2 separate regions of the Sus scrofa genome follow, and region 2 is linked to region 1. Evidence: chromatin contacts called from public HiChIP or PLAC-seq data. All regions are on one chromosome and are shown on one strand. Each heading gives the region's core, a stretch centred on a gene start, on an enhancer-like site or on the middle of the called end of the contact. The rest is flanking DNA. Distances are from core to core; before and after follow the strand shown.

The links. HiChIP or PLAC-seq counts read pairs in DNA pulled down with a chosen protein or histone mark.
Region 2: a contact with region 1 is called in an H3K27ac HiChIP or PLAC-seq map of alveolar macrophages. The contact joins two enhancer-like sites. A contact is called at or near these places in 2 of 2 datasets of contacts at active chromatin or transcription factors (alveolar macrophages and skeletal muscle).

What each region holds. Positions count from the first base shown.
Region 1 is chr6:103,131,596-103,135,268 of Sscrofa11.1, reverse strand. The region is part of intron 7 of DLGAP1 (disks large-associated protein 1); the gene reads right to left. Among named protein-coding and RNA genes, the nearest start is that of TGIF1, 100 kb to the left of the region's middle. Within about 2 kb of position 1,823, at least 69 of the 83 cell types and tissues checked have an H3K27ac peak or open chromatin away from gene starts, as enhancers often do. A contact at or near this core is called in alveolar macrophages, where this site is marked.
Region 2 is chr6:103,630,182-103,633,854 of Sscrofa11.1, reverse strand. It overlaps a transcript of LPIN2 not described here. Among named protein-coding and RNA genes, the nearest start is that of LPIN2, 56 kb to the left of the region's middle. Within about 2 kb of position 1,689, at least 12 of the 83 cell types and tissues checked have an H3K27ac peak or open chromatin away from gene starts, as enhancers often do. A contact at or near this core is called in alveolar macrophages, where this site is marked.

The DNA of each region.
Region 1 (3,673 bases), core at 574-3,073:
GAAGATAAAACTCCTAACAGAGAAGTTTGCTGCTGCTGCTGCTGCTTCCAGGCAGGCTGACCCAGAGGGGCTGAACTTACAACAAACTGTGGGAGCCATGCTCCCCATGGTGACACACTCCCCAGGCCAGACCCCCTACTAAGCACCAGAAAAGTTGATGGTTTGGCCAGGGTGTGTTCCCAGGATAAAAGCACAAGCCCAGGTGAAAACAAAGATGATGAGATGGAGCGTGTCTTGACTTTCATCTGCCGTGAGATCAACCTAATCACCATCCTTTGTAACATTCAACGCGCTGCAAATTTATTTTATTTTATTTTTATTATTATTATTTTTGGGGGCTTTTTTTTTTTTTTTTTTTGCTATTTCTTTGGTCCGCTCCTGCGGCATATGGAGGTTCCCAGGCTCTGGGTCGAATCGGAGCTGTAGCCGCCAGCCTACGCCAGAGCCACAGCAACGCGGGATCCGAGCCGGTCTGCAACCTACACCACAGCTCACGGCAACGCCGGATCGTTAACCCACTGAGCAAGGGTAGGGACTGAACCCGCAGCCTCATGGTTCCTAGTCAGATTCATTAACCACTGCGCCACGACGGGAGCTCCGTGCGAATTTAATAGACAGGGTCTCGAGACCCAGGGAGATCTCACTAAACCCATATATATATATGATGGTAAGACAGAGGCTCAGGGCAGGTAACTGATTGCTCTAAGTCATGCAGCTACGAGGTGGTAGAGTTAGTGTTCTCTGGCCTCCAAATGCCACCTCTTTTCCTTCACTCAAATCACCTGGACTCATCTGCTATTAAACCTTAAATGCCTTGGCCAGTAAAGCTTAATGCTTTCTGTGACAAATTCCAGGAGACGGCTCCCAGCTGCAGGACCTGGGCAAAGGTGAGGAGGATGCATGCATGTGGATGGGTCAGCAAGGGGTGTGCCCATGCAGCTTGAAAACTGCTGCCAAAGGGAGAAACGCCGCAAAAAACACCACACGGGGAAAAATAACCGCCTTCTTTCAAAATATTTACAGCTCAACATGTACAGGCCACCCAAAGTGTGCTGGTCAGTGGTCCGCGCCCTGCTGGCCCCACGGGGAGAGGGTGGCCATCCCAGGGCCGCGGGGGCGGGGCCGGGGCTTCTGAGGGGACCCGGGCCGCTGCTGGCCTTCCCCCTGGTTAGTTTTGGCTCAAGGGAAGAGGCTGTGAGAACGATTTCCACCAGAGCCATCCTCCACGGAAACCGCAGGAACAGCTAACCTTTCCTCGGTCAAGTAGAAAAAAGCAGGGCCTGTGTGAGGGTGTAGGGGGCGGAGCGGGATGTGGACAGAGAGGGAGGGCTGCTGTAATAACTTTTGTAGTCATAGGACTTGCCAGTGGGTAGTTACTAGTATTCCAGACACTTCCTAATGCCAGACAAACGCCCAAGCCTCAGCTTGTCTGGCTCCGAGATCTATTCAGTCGATAGTAGCCGGGGAGAGCAGCGCTTTCTGCTGCAAATCAAACACAACATTGTTCTCAGAGGAAGAATGGCAAGGTTTGTTTCAGAGTCACAGATTTTTTTTTTTCCTGAGGCACCCGAGTTATTTTAACAAGTTGCTACAAAACTTGGGCTTCCTGAGGTGAGGCTTGTCGTGCACAGTGCGTGTACTGTCCCAAACCGGGGTGTGCGTGTGTGTGTGTGTGTGGGGGGGGGGGGTTAGAAAGTTAGTCATTAAAAAAAGAAAAGAAAGAAGGAAAGAAAAAAAAGCCCCAGGCACTCCATGCCTGGAAATGATGTCAGACGCAGCCACTCCTCTGTTAGAACTACAACCCAACAATGCTGGGCCGATCGCCGCAGCTGCGCTCCAAATGTCAGCGCCCAGCCCGGCCAAAGGGCTTGAAAGCCACCGAGCCCGAGGACTTTGTGCGTTACCTTTGTCGCCCACATTTTCCCCAAGCACTCGCAGGAACCTGGCAACAGGTAACGTGGCAACCTTTGCCTTCTAAAACGGCAGGCAGCAGGATTTCAGAGAACAAAAGGATTTTTTTTTTAAAGCCAGCGGCATCTCCCTCACCACCCCCCCTCCCTCCCAGCTCAGTCTGAGAAAACAAAGTATTGCTGCAGGCAGCCCGCTCTCGAGCGCCCCCTGGTGACCAATCTCGGAACATCACCGATGTACCTGGAAATCCGAGGCTCGGCTCCCAGGTAAGTCACAAGGAAGGGGGATGGCTTGGCTGCTTTTGTCTTCCAGAAAAAAACGCAAAGAGTAAGTCAAGACCCAGAATGTCTTGCTTTTTAATTTACCACCTTAAAATTAAGGGTAAGAGCTCTGGGTTGAGGGTGCTGACCTTCCCCCCCCCCCCCAGCAGCTGCTAGGGCAACAGTTTTTGTTACCTTGGCAAGTTGAAAAGCAAAAGCTGCTGCCGCTCTTTGGTTAAGTGGATGGCAGTGAGGATGAATAGCCAAGAAAACGAGGGTTCTGCTGGGTGGGACTGGCATTTTCCATTTTTATCTGAATTTGTCGATTGTTTGCAGAAGCCTTTCTCTCAGGTAGAAACATTTCTAATTCCCTTCACTGGTTTCCTGTTAGTTTATTTGCAAAGATGATTTAGGATTCCCAAACTGCTGGCCCAGCCTCCCAGAGAGCCTGCTTTGCAGCCCCACCTTAGCTCTTTTATCTCTGTGTGGGGCAAACACCCACGAAAATGCCCAGGGCAGTCTTTTTAACCAAGGCTTCTTCCTCTCCTGGGCTCCTCCCTCCTTCGGAGCAATCCGGTCCCTGATTTGGAGGAAGGATTACAGTTGTGAGGCCCTGGTAGCTCTAGTCAGTTGCAAGGGCAGCCCCCTTTGTCCCTTTCCGGAAATGTTAAGAAAACTAAGAAAGAGGTTCAGATCAAAGCCGCTGTTCTCTTCAGAAAGTTCCATTAATTAACTAAATTAAAGGAAGTTAAGTGTTGTTTGGAGGAAAGTCATTTTAGAAGGCCCAGGTCCAGGCACTGAGATCTGAAGCCTCTCATGGGAACCTTTAATGAAGCTTGGCAAGAAGTTAACCACTCTGAGAAATGGAGGGTTACCATATGTAAAACCAGTTCTTGCCTGAAATCAGTCATTTCAAAGGAACATCTTGAAAGGCAGCAGACATCTGGCTAGTCCTTGACTCGATCCTTTAACGTTCCAGATTACAAACCAAGGGCTCTGAGTAAGAATCATTTGACCAGTAGCTGAGGTGAGTCACAGCCTTCAGAGAACGAGGCACAAAGTTTCGTGTCAGGATGTTGAGAACACCAGGCTCACTCACTAATTTGCAAGGCATGGCCGTTGCTTCCAGGAGGGAAAGCCATCAGGATTTCACGGTTCATTTTCCCAGCCTCCCCAACAGGTGCTGTTGAGTCATCCACACACACCAGCGGCTGCCCTGGCAGTTTCATCTCTTGGGCTTAAATTTCCATTTGTTCCACAACTTGTTGAAGTGATTTCTACCACTACATCAGATATACCACTTCCTCTAGGACTTAGGGTGTTTTGGTTTTTTGTTTTTTTTTTTCCTCATGTTGGTAACTGTGCATATTTTTCAAAATCTGTCCCAGCCAGGTCAGCAGGTCTTCCTGGGTTGAATGGACTGTTGACAGGAAGGGAAGATTCAGGGCCGGCGGTCAGGGTTACAGAATTAAATAAGGTTTCCTGGGAGGGCAGACCGGTCT
Region 2 (3,673 bases), core at 440-2,939, 500 kb before region 1:
GCAAACATCACACGCAACCGTTCCCTTGAAAATGGGAAACATAGGAGTTACCCCTGTGGTCCACTGGGTTAAGAATCTGAACTACAGTGGGTTCGATGCCTGGCCCTGCACAATGGGTTATAAAGGATCTGGTGTTGCCTCAGCTGTGACCCAGATTCAATCCCTGGCCCAGGAACTTCCACATGCCATGAGTGCAGCCATTTAAAAAGAAAAAAAGATACTTAGGAATGAATCTAACAAAATATATGCAAGACTTTTACAAGGACAATTATAAAACTTCATAGAAAGGGTATGAAGATGACCTAATTAGAGAAATATATTTATGGATAAAAAAGACCCAATCTCATAGAAATATTAATTCTCCACAAATTGATCTGTAGCTTCAATGCATTTCCATGTGAAATCCCAACAGAGGTCTTTTTTTTTTTTTTTTTTGTCTTTTTGCCTCTTCTAGGGCTGCTCCCGGGGCATATGGAGGTTCCCAGGCTAGGGGTCCAATTGGAGCTGTAGCTGCCGGCCTGCGCCAGAGCCACAGCAACACGGGATCCCAGCTGCATCTGCGACCTACACCACAGCTCACGGCAATGCCAGATCCTTAACCCACTGAGCAAGTCCAGGGCTCGAACCCGAAACCTCATGGTTCCTAGTTGGATTTGTTAACCACTGAGCCACGACGGGAACTCCCAGAGGTCTATTCTTTGAGAGTCTTTATTTTGGCTGTGCCTGCAGTATAGAAGTTCCAGGCCAAGAGTTGAATTCATGCCAAAGCAGTGACCCAAGCAGCATCAGTAACAATACTGGATCCTTAACCTGCTGAGCCACTAAGAGACTCTTGAAGAAGAAGGTAGAGAGAGGAAGTACCCTCCTATGTACCAAAACTGTAATAATCAGTAAGGATGGGGTAGATATAGGGATAGAAATACAGACCGATCAAACAAAAACGAGAGTCCAGAAACACCCTTGGCATATACAGACACTCAATGTATTGTTCATATACATGGATGCTCCTCAATGTGGGGTAGGGACAGTGGTCCAGATCACAGGCTGAAGGGTGAACTTTTCAATAAATGATGAGGAGGCAGCTGATTATCCATCCAGCCAAAAGTAAATTTGGACCCCACTCTACCCATCTATCTGATTCGATACCATATCACCAAATCAGTTTTAGTTGGGTTAAAGACCTACATAAGAAAAACAAAATTGCCCTGCTGTCATCATTTCAAGCATACACTTTGATTTTCACATTTTATCATTTCTGAGATCATGATTTTTCTTCCAATCAGTGGCAACTAAGATTGGATCATATGTGATATGAAAGTTTTAGGAGACACTAAAGGAGAATATGTCAACAAATGTGGGGTAAAGAAGTGGGGTGATTTGCCATTTCCTAGCTCGGGTGATGGGTATGTAGGTGTTTGCGTGCATCTTGATTTCATAAGAAAAGTTAAGGAAGGACAAATGAAAATGCATTAATATATAAAAATGTCTCTATTTTTTTAATTCTTAAAATTAAAAAAAAATTTTTTTTGTCCACACCTGCAGCATACAGAAATTCCTCGGCCAGTGATTGAATCTGTGCCACAATAGCAATGCAAAGCCATAGCAGTGACAACACCAGGTTCTTAACCACTAGGCCATCAGGGAACTCCATCCCTACAGGCTTTGTTAACCTTACCTTCAACACTCATAAGACATACTTAATATATCTTACCACTTCCCTAACAAGCTGCAAGGAACAGCTTGTTTCCCACAGTGTGTTGTACAGCCTGTTTTGTAATAAATCTTTCTCGATGATGAGGAACAAAAATTATGTAAACAGACCCGAAGAGCAAAAGGAAGCATGAAAACTCTTCAAAGAAGTCATTCGCAATATAGCTACCTCCAAATCAGGCCATTGAGTTTGCAGTCTCTTAATCAGCAGTTATAATTCCTAGTTCTGAGAACAAAGCCATTTTAAGATAGACTTATTTTCCCTGGCTTTGTGCTGCCAGGATTGTAAAACCAGCACCCTAGGAAGCCCACGTGTCCCAGCTGCTTCTAGGGCAGAAAGTCCCCTGGGGCAAGATGTCCTGTTTCTGCTCGAGTCCTTCCAGTGGGCAGAGCTCATCATGCTGGGGACACTCATTCCAGGATCATATAGTTGGGACTGCTGCCTTAGTGGGTAGACAGAGCTTTCTATCATTGGGGTCACTCAATGTCACCTCGGAGATGGAATCTTTTCAAAAATTATTACCTTGTTGGAATACCCATCACCTTCCATAACTGGGCAGCTTAGAGAAAATGTGTTCTGTGAATTCTCCATGAAAGGGACTTATTAGCGTCTTGAGATGTTCCAGCTCCCTTGCAAAGCTTAGATTTCATCAGCATGTACTTTACATTATAAACAAACAGAAAAGGTCAACAATAGCACCAATTTTAGAAGCTACGAGGTGGGAGAGGTGAAGATTTTAACTCTTCTCAGAAGGGTGGTGCCCCAAGCCTGTTGAAAGGCCACGGCAATGCACTGAGATGCTGGACAAATGTGACATGGAGACCAGCCTGGAGAACTTTCTATGTGTGAAACTTAACTTTCTTGGGCTTCCCGTTTACTTGTTCCAGCAGCTACTGTCTTCCCCCCCCACCCCCAGAATAACCACTGATTTGAATGGAATGTCTGCACTACCCCAGACTGTTCTTAGAAACTGCGTTAGCAGAGGAGGCCAGCTCCCTTGTAACACTTCTCCTAAAGGCTCTGCCATCTATCCTCTTCCTCCTGGGTCTGGGGTGTTGGCTCCACCTGAGGATCCCCCAAGCTGCATCCAGCTTTACCTTCTCTCGCTGTCCCCATCTTCCTTCTCACTGCAAGCCCTTCTAAATAAATTCATTTTCTTAGCGACACAAAGATATTTTTCTTCTTCTCTGTCCTTCATATTTCTCTAACCAGCTTGCTGACATCAGACAAATTTCTTCCATGCCAGCTCTTCTAAACAAATTCAATTTCTTGATGACAGGAAATATGTCTTTTTCTTTTTTTTTTGCCTCTTTCCTTCGTATTCTCTAACTGGCTTACTGATATTAGATGAATTTCTTCCAATGTTAGAAAAATCAGGGGAACGTGTAAGGCTTTGTAGATTGTTTTCTTGTTAGAATGTTGTTTTTAGTGCTTTTCACTAGCTGTCTTTTATGATTAAATAATAATTCCCAGAACTTAGGAAATAAATGCTGTGCAGGTTTAGAGAACTGTGTTGCTATTAATTAATTAGCTCCTCTGTGCAGCCCCACTGGAGCTGGTTAGTTGCTCTGTACCCTTCACAGACTTGGACAAGGAAAGAGCCTACGTTTGAACTCAGGGAGTGCCTGGTTTGTGAGCCTTAACCTCTGGGTAGAGAAGAGAGCAGTGCTCGTCCCAAGGACGATGGAAAGAAAGACAAAATGCAGCTGGCATGGACGAGGCCTCGGGAACGTTTCATTGTTGGCATGCCTGCTGTCCCCAACCAGCCCTGGACCTTGTCCGCACAGCTGGCCCACGCTCCCACTCTGTCCTCCGCTCCAAGACAGACACACAATGCTAAGACTTTGTTTCAGCAGGAAGGAATGAGATAAAGGAAAGGTATAATAAACAGGAGTGGCAAGGAGGAAGATGATAAGAAAGAAGCCCAGGGTCCCCCCGCCCACAATCAGAAATCTAGCTTTA